3 separate regions of the Sus scrofa genome follow, and regions 2 and 3 are each linked to region 1. The links are chromatin contacts, called in public Hi-C and promoter capture Hi-C maps. All regions are on one chromosome and are shown on one strand. The core of a region is the stretch at or near the end of the contact, and the rest is flanking DNA. Distances in the headings are between cores, read along the strand shown.

What was found. Promoter capture Hi-C pulls out the DNA fragments that hold promoters and counts their contacts. Hi-C and Micro-C count contacts between places; a contact is called where the count stands out from the background.
Region 2: a contact with region 1 is called in a Hi-C map of liver, with 2.6 times the contacts expected there. The contact joins the promoter of NAA25 here to the promoter of RAB35 in region 1. A contact is called at or near these places in 1 of 47 Hi-C or Micro-C datasets (liver) and 1 of 2 datasets of contacts at active chromatin or transcription factors (alveolar macrophages).
Region 3: a contact with region 1 is called in a promoter capture Hi-C map of fetal liver, with 2.9 times the contacts expected there. The contact joins the promoter of GLTP here to the promoter of RAB35 in region 1. A contact is called at or near these places in 1 of 5 promoter capture datasets (fetal liver) and 1 of 2 datasets of contacts at active chromatin or transcription factors (alveolar macrophages).

The regions. Positions count from the first base shown.
Region 1 is chr14:40,138,804-40,142,548 of Sscrofa11.1, forward strand. RAB35 (RAB35, member RAS oncogene family) reads right to left here and starts at 2,458. Exons shown (of 6, transcript NM_001243291.1): 1 at 2,279-2,458. The coding sequence starts at 2,330.
Region 2 is chr14:39,604,891-39,608,607 of Sscrofa11.1, forward strand. NAA25 (N-alpha-acetyltransferase 25, NatB auxiliary subunit) reads left to right here and starts at 1,909. Exons shown (of 24, transcript XM_021074209.1): 1 at 1,909-2,060. The coding sequence starts at 2,003.
Region 3 is chr14:41,089,426-41,093,039 of Sscrofa11.1, forward strand. It overlaps GLTP (glycolipid transfer protein), which reads left to right and starts at 2,208. Exons shown (of 5, transcript XM_021072515.1): 1 at 2,208-2,472. The coding sequence starts at 2,370.

The DNA of each region.
Region 1 (3,745 bases), core at 1,208-3,707:
ACTCCTGGCTTTGCCTCTGACGAGCCGTGTGACTTGGGGCAAGTCATTCAGCTCCTCTGAGCCTTAGTTTCCTTATTTGACAAACCACACAGGCAACAGGTGAGAACCAGATGAGAGAGTGTCTGTGGAATCATTTGAAAATACTTAAGAAATCACCACATAAAAGGCCAGGTTCAGGGCAGGGCGTGATGTTAGTCTCCTTGCTCAGTTGCCAAAGCACTGTTTGAACTTCCATGGCTACCACCTCCCAGCTTCAAAAGCACTGGGCTTTGAGTATCAGCTGTCAAGAGAAATTAAACTGCAAAGGATCCATCTCCTCTACACATACAGTCCTATATGCTCAGGCTTAACCAGGAACCAGATCACATAAATCTTGACCCAGTGAGTTTTCTTCCACACATGACTTCTGAGTGAAAAATCAATACACCATGCAAAACGTACAGCGAGATAGGTGGCCAAAACCATCTCCTGGGTTTCTTGGGGGAGAAAAGCCAAAAAGTTGCATCTTCTTGCTGAGCTATCCATTTCTGAATATCAACACACAGGCCTCAGATGTCTTGTAGAAGGATAAGGACCTGACTATGGTGGGCTGACTAACTCCAAAAGGACAGAAATCACCCTGTGCCAGCCCCTGAGAACCAAGGTGAGGGCTGAAATCAAATCCTGAAAGGCATAAGCCTCAGGACCCCATGAAACACCATAGGCCTTCTCCAAAAGCAAGGCTACAGCTTCTCTAGTTTTCTTTCATTCAAACCACTCCACCTTCCTAACTCCTCTGTCAGCCACAGCTACTCTTCATCTCCCTAGTTAGCCCCTAACTTTTCTCCCTTCCACCAGCAATCACAGAAACCCCAGATACCCTTCACCTTATCCAAACCATCAGCCCCGTCCCAATCCAGCTCCACAACAAGACCAAAACCCACCCACTTTCCTGGCCCAGCTGTCACAACACCGCCACATCAGTTACTGACAACACCTTTGATTTCCCCTCTTTCCTTAATAATCCATGAGCTCCACCACCAACCTGGCCTCTGCCTCCAGTCACATGACCTCGATGCCCACATTCAACTCAAGTCTGGTCTATAAACTTGGCACTTTCCCAAGCCTCCTTCCCCATCATAAAGTCCCAGGGCCTCAGCTACGCTCCCAGAAACCTCCTGGGGCCTGCTTCCCTGACCTCTTGGTCACCCCTTTAATAAACCTGCTTACCTGCCGCACTCCAAACACCTCTAAAAACCCTCCACCCTTTCTCAGAAACCAGACTAGCTTTTCCGAGGGTACTTGATATTCATTCATTCATTCATTCGACAAATATATATTAGGCACCTACTGGGTGCCAGGCACTGCACTAGCCACTGGAGAGTGAGCACTGCCCCAAGCTCTCTAGGAGTGTATAAACGGTCAAAGCACTTTTGTAATGTTGGCAGACCCACCTCCAATATCTGTCTAGCATCTAGTGTACAATACGTAACAGCAAACATATACTAAGAACTCACTATGTGTCAGACACTTTTCCCAACATAGTGTGTGCAATATCTCACTGAATACTCAATCAGCTCAGTGAGGCAGATCGTACTACTATTTCATTTTTACAGATGAGGAAACGGAAGCATACAGAGATAATAATTCAGCAGGAATGTGCCAGTCCTTGAGTGAAGTGCTTTACCTGTCTTACTTCATTTAAACCTCACAGGAATCTCATGAGGAAGGTTCTGGGAATATCCCCATTTTACAGAGGATGAAACTGAAGCTTCCAAAGGCTACTGATAACCACATCGATTGCTAACATCTACCTAGAGCTAGCTCACTCCACCAGGTCGAGTGTTAAGCACTTTTCCAGCTTTATCTCATCCAATACTCACACCACCCTACGAGGCAAGTCCCCAATTCTCAGATGAGGAAACTGAGGCTCGGAAAGGCGAAACAATTCGCCCAAGGTCAGAATGAGGAAGCTAGTAGTCCCGAGACTCGAACCTGGGTCCCTCCAACTCCAGACACCGCGCGACTTGACCAAGGTCACACGTGAGGCAGGGGCCGGCGCGACCAGTGGACCGGGAGCCCAGCCCCGAGCCCCGCGCACCCGGCCCCTCGGCTCCGTATCCCCGCGCCCCAGCCTCACCTCGGAGCCGCCCCGAGCCCCTCCGCGCGCCCCTGCAGCCGCCGGCTGCCCCACCCGCCCCGCGCGGGCCGGCACCTCCCCGCCAGTCTGCCCGCCCCGAGGCCCCTGCGGGCCGCGCCCGGCAGGGCCCACGCCGCCTCCGGCCGCCGCGGCCCTTACCGCTGTCGCCGATGATGAGCAGCTTGAAGAGGTGGTCGTAGTCCCGGGCCATGGCGGGCGGGGGAGGCGCGCGCGGGCGGGCGGGGTCGGTGCTGGCCTCGCGATCCGCAGCTCCCTCCGGGCTGCTCCGGCAGCGGCGGATCCACTTCCCGAACAAACAGCCGGAACTGACAGAAACACCTCCCTCCGCTCCCCCTCCTCCTCCTCCTCCTCTTCAGCAGCCGCCGCCGCTGCCACCGCCTCCCTCCTTCCCGCCCCGCCCCGCCACTGCGCAGGCGCAGCGCCTGTCCCCGCCTCTGCGCAGCCGCGGCCGCAGCCAGCCGCGCCCTCTCCGCGCTCACGCACTGCGCGTGCGCCCAGGCAGAGTCCCGCGGGCGAGGGCTGGCCTTTCCTGCGTCTTTTCGCCGATCACAGCAGCCGCCGCCGCCCGCAGCCCGCAGCCCGCGGCCTGGAGGGTTCGGAGAGCAGAGCTGCGGTGGAACCCTAATTGGAAGAAGCCTAGAATGAGGAAGAAGTCCGGCCGTGGCCCGGAAAAGACCCGCTCCTTCATCTTCAAGACCCGCAAGCGCTGCGGAGAGGAAAAGACTGGCAGTGACCGCTGGGGCGGGGCTTACGCCGAGCTCCCGGTTTCTCGGGGCTGGGGACTCGGACACTCCGCCCCCTTCTGCGTGGACGCCGCCTCCGGGGTGCTAGCTCCGGCCCCCTACCGTCTCCCGAGCCTATGGACAGGACGCCGAGGCGGCTGGAGGCTGCGGTGTGTACAGGACCGGAGTCGCCCGCTGGGGAGTAACGTGTTAGGTGTATGGCTTTGACGTCAGTGCTGGGGAGAAGTCCCATCCTAGCCCAGAGACCTATTGGAGCTTGAGTTGCCTTGTTGATAAAACGGGGTGGGTGATACCAGATTCAGGGTCCTGTCCAACATGACGTTGAGCCTGGGAGGTGACGAACCCCGCAGATCGACAGCAGCAGCTCCTGCAGCTTCAATTTCACACCATCTACAGATACACCACTTTTCCAAATCACGTGGTAGGAAGACCTGGGTTGCAGAAGTTAAGCGGTATTCGGTTTATCATCAGACCCAGTTTTTTTCCGGTTGTAGAGTAAGTTCCCACCTGCACTAAAAGTAGAATGCGCCTCTTGCCATCCTCATTTACAGAACTGAAGAGAAAAAAATTTGTTACAAGTTCTGTATGTCCCTCTCACTTTCTAGTGAAGTACCTTTTATATATTTCTACTTGCTTTCTCAAACTTCCTTTTACCTTGACTTTATACAAAGTAATTCTCTTGGTTTTTAAATATATACAGAAGGTTACCAAAAAGTACAAATTACTGCTTTTCCCTCAGACCCATTCCTCACATGTAAACAAACCCTGTTAATAAATTTATTAAAAGTTAAATGTTTTAAGTTTAACAAATATTTGTTGAATGAATAAATGTCCTTCAATTAATTTCCTTTGCCTGTGCATA
Region 2 (3,717 bases), core at 659-3,158, 530 kb before region 1:
AGAATGAAACTTTTGTCTGAATCTAAATCACAAGAGGATTTGCAAAGATACAGATTGCTGTGCCCACTCTTAGAGTGATAGATTCACCGGGTCTGGGGGAGTGCTTAATAATCAGCAGGTCTAGGGAGTTCCCATCATGGTTCAGGGGAAACGAATTTGACTAGTATCCATGAGGACTCAGGTTCAATCCCTGGCCTCACTCAGTGGGTTAAGAATCTGGTGTTGGTGTGAGTTGTGGCCTAGGTCACAGATGTGGCTCGGATCCTGTATTGCTGCAGCATAGGCTGGCACCTGTAGCTCTGATTTGACCCCTAGCCTGGGAACCTCCATATGCCAAGAGTTTGGCCCTAAAAAGACACACACACACAAAAAGAAATGATTTTTCCATGGGGATCGCATATTGTATATTTATTGGAGGGACCCCCCCCCCTTCCCCTCCACCACCACTCCCAACCATTTTCAACAAGAATTTCTCTGTGCACTTGCTTCTGGAATTTTTTTTCTTCCTCTTTAGCTTGCCCCAGGACAGAGTTGGGATGAGAGTTTCTAGTGCATGTAGTTAAAAAATACCCCCCATTATTAAAAATGTATTAAAAATCTATTACTTTGGAATGGTTTTAGACTTAACAGAAAGGCTGAAAAGAGGGTAAAGTTTTTACTACTCTTCAACCAGTTAACCTTAATGTTAACATCTTACATTACCATGTAATTTACATTCGTCAAAATGAGAAACCAACATTAGCATAATACTATTAACTAAATTCTAGATTTTATTTGCATTTCTTCTGTTTCTCCACTAATGCCCTTTTTTTTTCTGTCTCAGGATCCCAACCAGGATATCACATTACCTTTGGTTATCGTGTTTCATTGGACTATTATGGTTTCTCATAGTTTCCTTATTTTTCATGACCTTGACAGTTTTTTGGTTTTTTTCTTTCACCTCGACCCAGGCATGTGGAAGTTCCCAGGTCAGGGATCAAACCCACGCCACAGCCATGGCAATGCTGGATTTTTAACCTGCTGTGCCACAAGAGAACTCCCATCTCCCACTTTATTTAACTTTTCTGACAATTGTCGCTTTTTCTAACCACACTATATAAAATTGCCCCCCGTCCCTGTTCTCCTTTTCTCAGTTTCATTTATTATCACCTAATATACTGACATACTTATTTGATGATCTCCCTCCCAGCAAGGAAGGCCCCAGGAAAGCTCTGATTTATTTACAATGTATCTTCTCTGCCTAAATTCGAAACAGAAACAGCGGCATAATAGGCACTGGATAATTATATTGGGTATGAATAAACCCACCAGTAGAAAAGAGGATAGTATCTACCTTCTAAGGAGATACTAGGGTTGTTATGAGTATTAATGAAATAATTCATTTAGAGCTTGCAACACTAACTGCACATACTAACTGAATTACTTTTTTCCTTCAGTTTTATTGCGGTATAGTTGACAAATCCACTGGATTACTATAAATCTAGGGTGCTTCTTAGTTGGCTGAGCACCAGGAGAGAGATGAAGGGATCTCGAACATTTCTGGCAGATTTCTACTGTTGGTCAGCACCCCTTTCCCCTACTCTCTCCTGGGTCACCCTCCCAGAGGAGGTCCCAGTTCCTCAACAATTAATCAAAGACAAGTCTAACTGGTCCTTCAGCACAGATGAGAAATAAGATAAACTGGAGCAGCAGAGCCCTAACTCTGACCAAGAGTTTCTCTCCTTTCTTCACTCTCCCGTAAGTGACTCGGACGGGATTTTAATAGCAACGGCCGCCTCTATCAGCTAGACTGATTCCATCAGCAAAGGGGAGACGTATCCCTCAAAGTGGCAATAGTCTGTGGGAGGGGTGCGGTGTAAGTGTTGTCCCTTTCCGCGCAGGCGCGTTCAATCGCAACCCCGCGACCATCGCGATAGACGAGCGAGATCGGCGCTGGCCCTTTAACGGCCCCTTCCCGGGGGCCTGCCCTGCGCGTGCGCACTGCTGTTCTGCGCTTGTCATCATGGCGACGCGGGGCCATGTGCAGGACCCTAACGACAGGCGCCTCCGGCCCATTTACGGTGAGTGCCTGGGGCCAGTCTAGTCGCCAGCCGGATACGCCGAGGGCCGCCGGGGCCAGGGTAAAGGCCCAGGAGGGTCGCTGAGTGGCCAGGAGCAGGGCTGGCGAGCACAGGGGGTCGGCCGCGCGGGCCTCTAGGCCTCAGTCACGGGCCTCGCGGAAGCGCCGGCCTGGCCTTCCAGAGCCCTGAGGTGGCAGCTGCGCTGTTAGGGCAGCGGCAGGTCGGCAGAGCTGGCCCGACAGGCAGGCTTTGTAAGACATTTCCTCTGGTAGAGATCTGCTCTGCTCGCAGGTCGCGTTGTTGGGGCCACGCCAAGGGACACCCAAGATCTGCCCGCAGGTGGAAGCTAGCTCCGGTACAGGGCTGAAACACCCTACTTGAGGGAAAACCCCCACTGAAGACTTTTTACTTATGGAAACTGGGCCTAAAATGTTGTCTGACCAACAGTGCTTGGTGAACAGAGAGAAACTGAGGTTCTGAGAGAGGAAGGAGCTGACGCAAGGTCACCCGAATCGAGTCAGGAACAGGCCCAGATTTGAGGCTCCCCATCGAAAGCTCTTTGGTGGAGGAACAGCTGCTCAGGGTACACGTGGGAGGCGGGGGCGGGGGGGTGGTGGTCTTGGGCCCAAAATAGCGATGGGAAGATTGTGATAGTTTGGAGGGGCGTGCAGGGCCTTTCCTTTCTGTAGCTTTTCTGGCTTTCTGCAGCTTGCCTTCTGTGTGCTGAGTGGATCCCCCTTTGTAACGCTTAGCCCAATCCTCAGGTTTTAAGACCTTGATATCGTTCTGCTACACTTATTGTGAAAAATCACATATTTGAGTCACAGAAACATCTCTTCAATTACCGAGGTGTTCTGTAATTGGATAGTGGTTCCTGTTAGATGGTTGTATGGTCTTGGTCTGTGTCACTTCTTGATGAAGGAAGGCTTCAAGGTCAGTGGTTTTTCGCAAAATTAGGTCTCATGTTTATAGTGTGGATGTTACTAAATGGAGGTTTCTCCGCAGGGCTGAGATCACTTAACTTTTTTTTTTTGGAAGGGGGTAACTATATATTTCTGGTACAATTGCTACTTTTTGTAATTTGTATGATACTTTACTCACATCTCATTTGATTCTAGCAACAGCTTTGTGAGGTGGGTAAAAATAATAATAGCTAATATATATAGACTGTTAATTATGTCAGTCACTGTCCTCAGCCTTTTATATTTATCATTTAATTTTCACACATACTCCTGAGATAGGTAGTTTTTACAACCCCCTCCCTTTCTTTCCACAGATGAGGAAACTGGGGCTTTATTGATGTGTAATTTGTCTGTGGTCACTCAGCTAACACGAAGCTAGGATCTGAACCCTTGTGGACTGTCCCAGACTTACTCTTTTAACCACTGTGCTAGAAATCACCTCACTTTGAGCTGAAAACACTGGCTTACCAAAGGTCACATAGGTGGTGAGTGGTAGATTTCCATTTTCCCAGGACTGTGTATTCTCATGCCTCCAGTAAATATTTTCAAAGGGCAGAGATGACATATGCAAGGATGACCGAGAGTAGGAACTGAATCCAGGGTTTACAATTTGTGGCTCATTATATAGCTGTCTGCAAAAGCTGCCTGTAGACTTCTCTCTCTCTCTCTTTTTTTGGCCTTTTAGGGCTGCACTG
Region 3 (3,614 bases), core at 958-3,457, 950 kb after region 1:
AAAAAAAATTTTTTTTTTAAATAAAAATCAAGAAATTTTGCCCTCAATTCTAGGTTTCTGATTTCCCTTGAGAAATCTGGAAAGCTAATAACTTTGTGCAATGAGTGGCCAGGTGAATAGCCACAGTGTCCTTTAGATGGTCTGTGTGATCCCCACTTCTCCACAGTCTCCATCACTCCTTATTGTATAACACTCAACCCTCAACATCCATTTATACTGCCAAGCTGGCTCCTGGGACCAGTGCAACCCCTGCCATAAGCTATGGAAATCCACCCCAGAGCAGGCACTTAAAATATCTGTTGGATGGATGGGTGAGTAGACAGATGGATGAACTTTCAAGACACTGCGTTAACTCAGAGCAACGACCTATCTCAGCACATCACACCTATGTTCCACGACAAGACAACACTTCTAGACTTGAATTTTTTGTATCAGCCATGGTTTCTGGTGGTTTGGCTGTGATGGAACACCTTGAGAAATCAGAGTGTTATCTGAGGCTGGAGGTCCCCATGTGGGTTGTGATCTCTCTGTGGAATTAATGGAGGTGTCTGAAAGATGGGTAGGGTTCTGGCACTGGGTCAAGGTGCTGGGCGGGCTGGTGAGAGATGCTTCAAGGAGATGATATCTCAGGATGCCTGAGGTGGTGAGGTTGGGCAGGGTGGGAACAAGTCAAATTTGATGGCTTGGGCTCCTATCAATGGGAGATTTGACTTGTTGGGGCATGTCAGGTTTGGTGTTATGAGTAGCAAGTGATGATAGCCTTGTCTCCCCCAGACCCTCTCATTTCCTGATTGTACGTGGATCATGCCCTTGGTGTGGAACAACCTCTTCTCCCGTCTGCCTCCTAAAAGATTGACTTGAAAATATTGAATAAGGCCTAGCAATTATTTTTCTGATACTGGTGCTTTCTCATAGCCCTTAGGATAAAATGCAAACTCTATACCCTCCTCCATACCCAACAAACCCTTGCCACCTCTCTGAGCTCATTTCCTATCCCTCCACTACTCTGCCTCTTCCACTCACTCCACTCCACTCCCATCCTCTTCCTGGTTCCCCCGGTTGCTTGCACATGTGCCAGCCACTTTGGCTATTTCCTACTTCTCCTTCTGGTCTTGGATCAAATGTCACCACTTCATAGATACTTATTGCCCCTAACTCCCTACATCCTATCCCAGCCATGCCCTCTGTCATCCCGTCACTCTATCCTGTTTTATTTTCTTCATTTATACTTATCAGTATCCAATATTGTCTTATTTATTTATATTTCTTAGTACTGTATCATGTTGTATAGTATTGTATTGTGCTGTGTTGTCTCCTTGACTAGAATGTCAACCCCATAGGAAGAGGGATTTCTCTGTACTGTTCATCACTTTATCCTCAATGCCTAGTACAGTGCATGGCATATAGTTAGGGCATGATGAACTATTTATTCTGGAATGACTTAGAAGCTCTCAACAACTGCATGCTAGATATTTGGAACAGGTAGGCATTGGCTTTTAGGACACAAGCCCCTAGGTGGGTTGTAGCAGAAGTGGACAAGCATGTACTATGGGCTATTGGGGTGAGGTCTGGTTTGGGGAAACAAGAGCAGGTTAGGTGGCGATTGAGTTGGACTGTAAACTGGCCTGAGGCTAATGGGTAATATCAGACTGTTGAAGTAACACTGGTTCCCAGATTTCAGGAAACAGGAGTCCTAGTTAGGCATGGGCTGAGTTAAATTGTGACTTGAGCAGTGTCCAATAGGTATAAGATCTCTGAAGAAGAATCAAGCGTCCTCACTGGTTGTAGCTAAATAGAAAACTGTAAACAGAACAGTGTCCAAAAAGTCACTTGGGGCTGTTGGAGAATAGGTTCTGTTTGAGGGGAAACAGATGTCCTGAGGGACACTAGGCTGACTGGACTGTAACCTGGGCGGGTGGATGAGATATGACCTGGGCAGGTCCACGTCCTCATCAGGCGAGGACCTGGCCTGAGCCAGCCCGTCTGGGGACGGCAGGAAACACAGCTGGGAACAGGCCACCAAGGAGCGGCTCACCTGGGCGTACCTGGACCCAAGAGTCCGCGCGCTTCCGCGCCAGGAGAGCTGGCCCCGCCCCCCAACCAATGGCGGCGCAGAGGTCCGCGGAGGCGGGCTCTGATTGGGCCAGAGGGGTTGGTGTGGCGCGCCGGACAGCTAAGGCGCTCGGCCTGCGGGAGGCGCTGAGCGCTCGGCTACGCGGGGCGCGGCGCGGGCGGAAGTGGCGACGCTGGCGTCCCCTGGGCCTGCGGCTGGCGGCAGTGACGGCCCCGGCGCTGACGGCGGCGGCCCGGGGGGCGGCGTGGACGCCCGCGGCGCCGGCTGGGGCATCACCGCGGGCCTCGACCCCGAAATGGCGCTGCTGGCGGAACACCTGCTGAAGCCTCTGCCCGCTGACAAGCAGATCGAGACCGGGCCCTTCCTCGAGGCGGTGTCTCACCTGCCTCCCTTCTTTGGTGAGCGAGGGTGAAAGGGGGAGCTGGCCGGCAGTCCTGTCCCAGAGCGCTCCCAGGCGCCTGCATCCTCCCGAGCATTGCCAAACCATCCCTTTCCTGGACACCCCAACTCCTACTTCCCCAGGCGTCCGAGATCCCTTTTTCCTTCAGGCACCCCAGATCTCCCCTGTTCCAGACCGCTTCCAAATGCTCTCTCCCCGGAACGTATCACATCCTTCATTTTTTCTCAGACATCTCCAAACCCTCTGTCTCCCCAGACATCTCACATTCCAACATATCCTTCAGACCGCGGCAGTTTTTCAGTCCCTGTGCACCCCAATCGTCCATCTCCCCACAAACACCCCTTACTCTTCTAAATCCCCAATTCTCCATCTCCCCCCTTCCCCCCAAGTCCTTCATTCATCACCCCATCATCCCCTTCTTCTCTCAAATAGCTCCCCTTAAAACGAATCCCCTCACTTAATAAACCCCACTTTTTTGTGTCTCCCAGCCTCTTCCTCATGGAACCTTCCTTGAGAACCCTTCTTTCCTCAGAATTCCCTCATTCCAGATCAGAGACACCCACCCCTACCCCCACTCCAAGGGCAGGAAGCCTGTCAAGATGAGGAGAGGGCTTTTGAAGATGGATTTGCAAAACTCTGGAGCCCTTTCCTGGGGAGAATCACCTAAAGTTTTCCCTCTGCTTGGAATAGGGGGTCTGAACCAGGGGGGGCTGCTCTGTGTGGTGACATCAGACACTGGATGCCTGGCATGGACTCTAAAAGAAAAAGACCCCTCCCCCATGTGTCCTGCCCTGGGAGGTCATAGGAGCCCTGGAGGCGGCACTAAGTTGGTTGCAGACCCTCCTTTCTCCTGTCCCTCAGCCCAGCCCATGCCCAGGACGGAAAATGGGAAATAGAAGACAGTACCATCTACCCCTGCCCTTTGCCTTTCTGGTCCTGAGTAAAGGGTGCAACCTGAGCTCAGCTTTCTTGTCTTCCATGTGGGCTTGCCCAGTGCCCCGCCCTGCTGGTTCACTTGGTGGCCTCCCAGGAAGAGACCAGTCCCCAGGGCAGAGTCCAGCTGAAGCCCGCAAACTCATGGGACCTTGACACTGGCTTGGACTGAAGGGATGTGGCACCAAGGTGGTCACTCCTTTTACT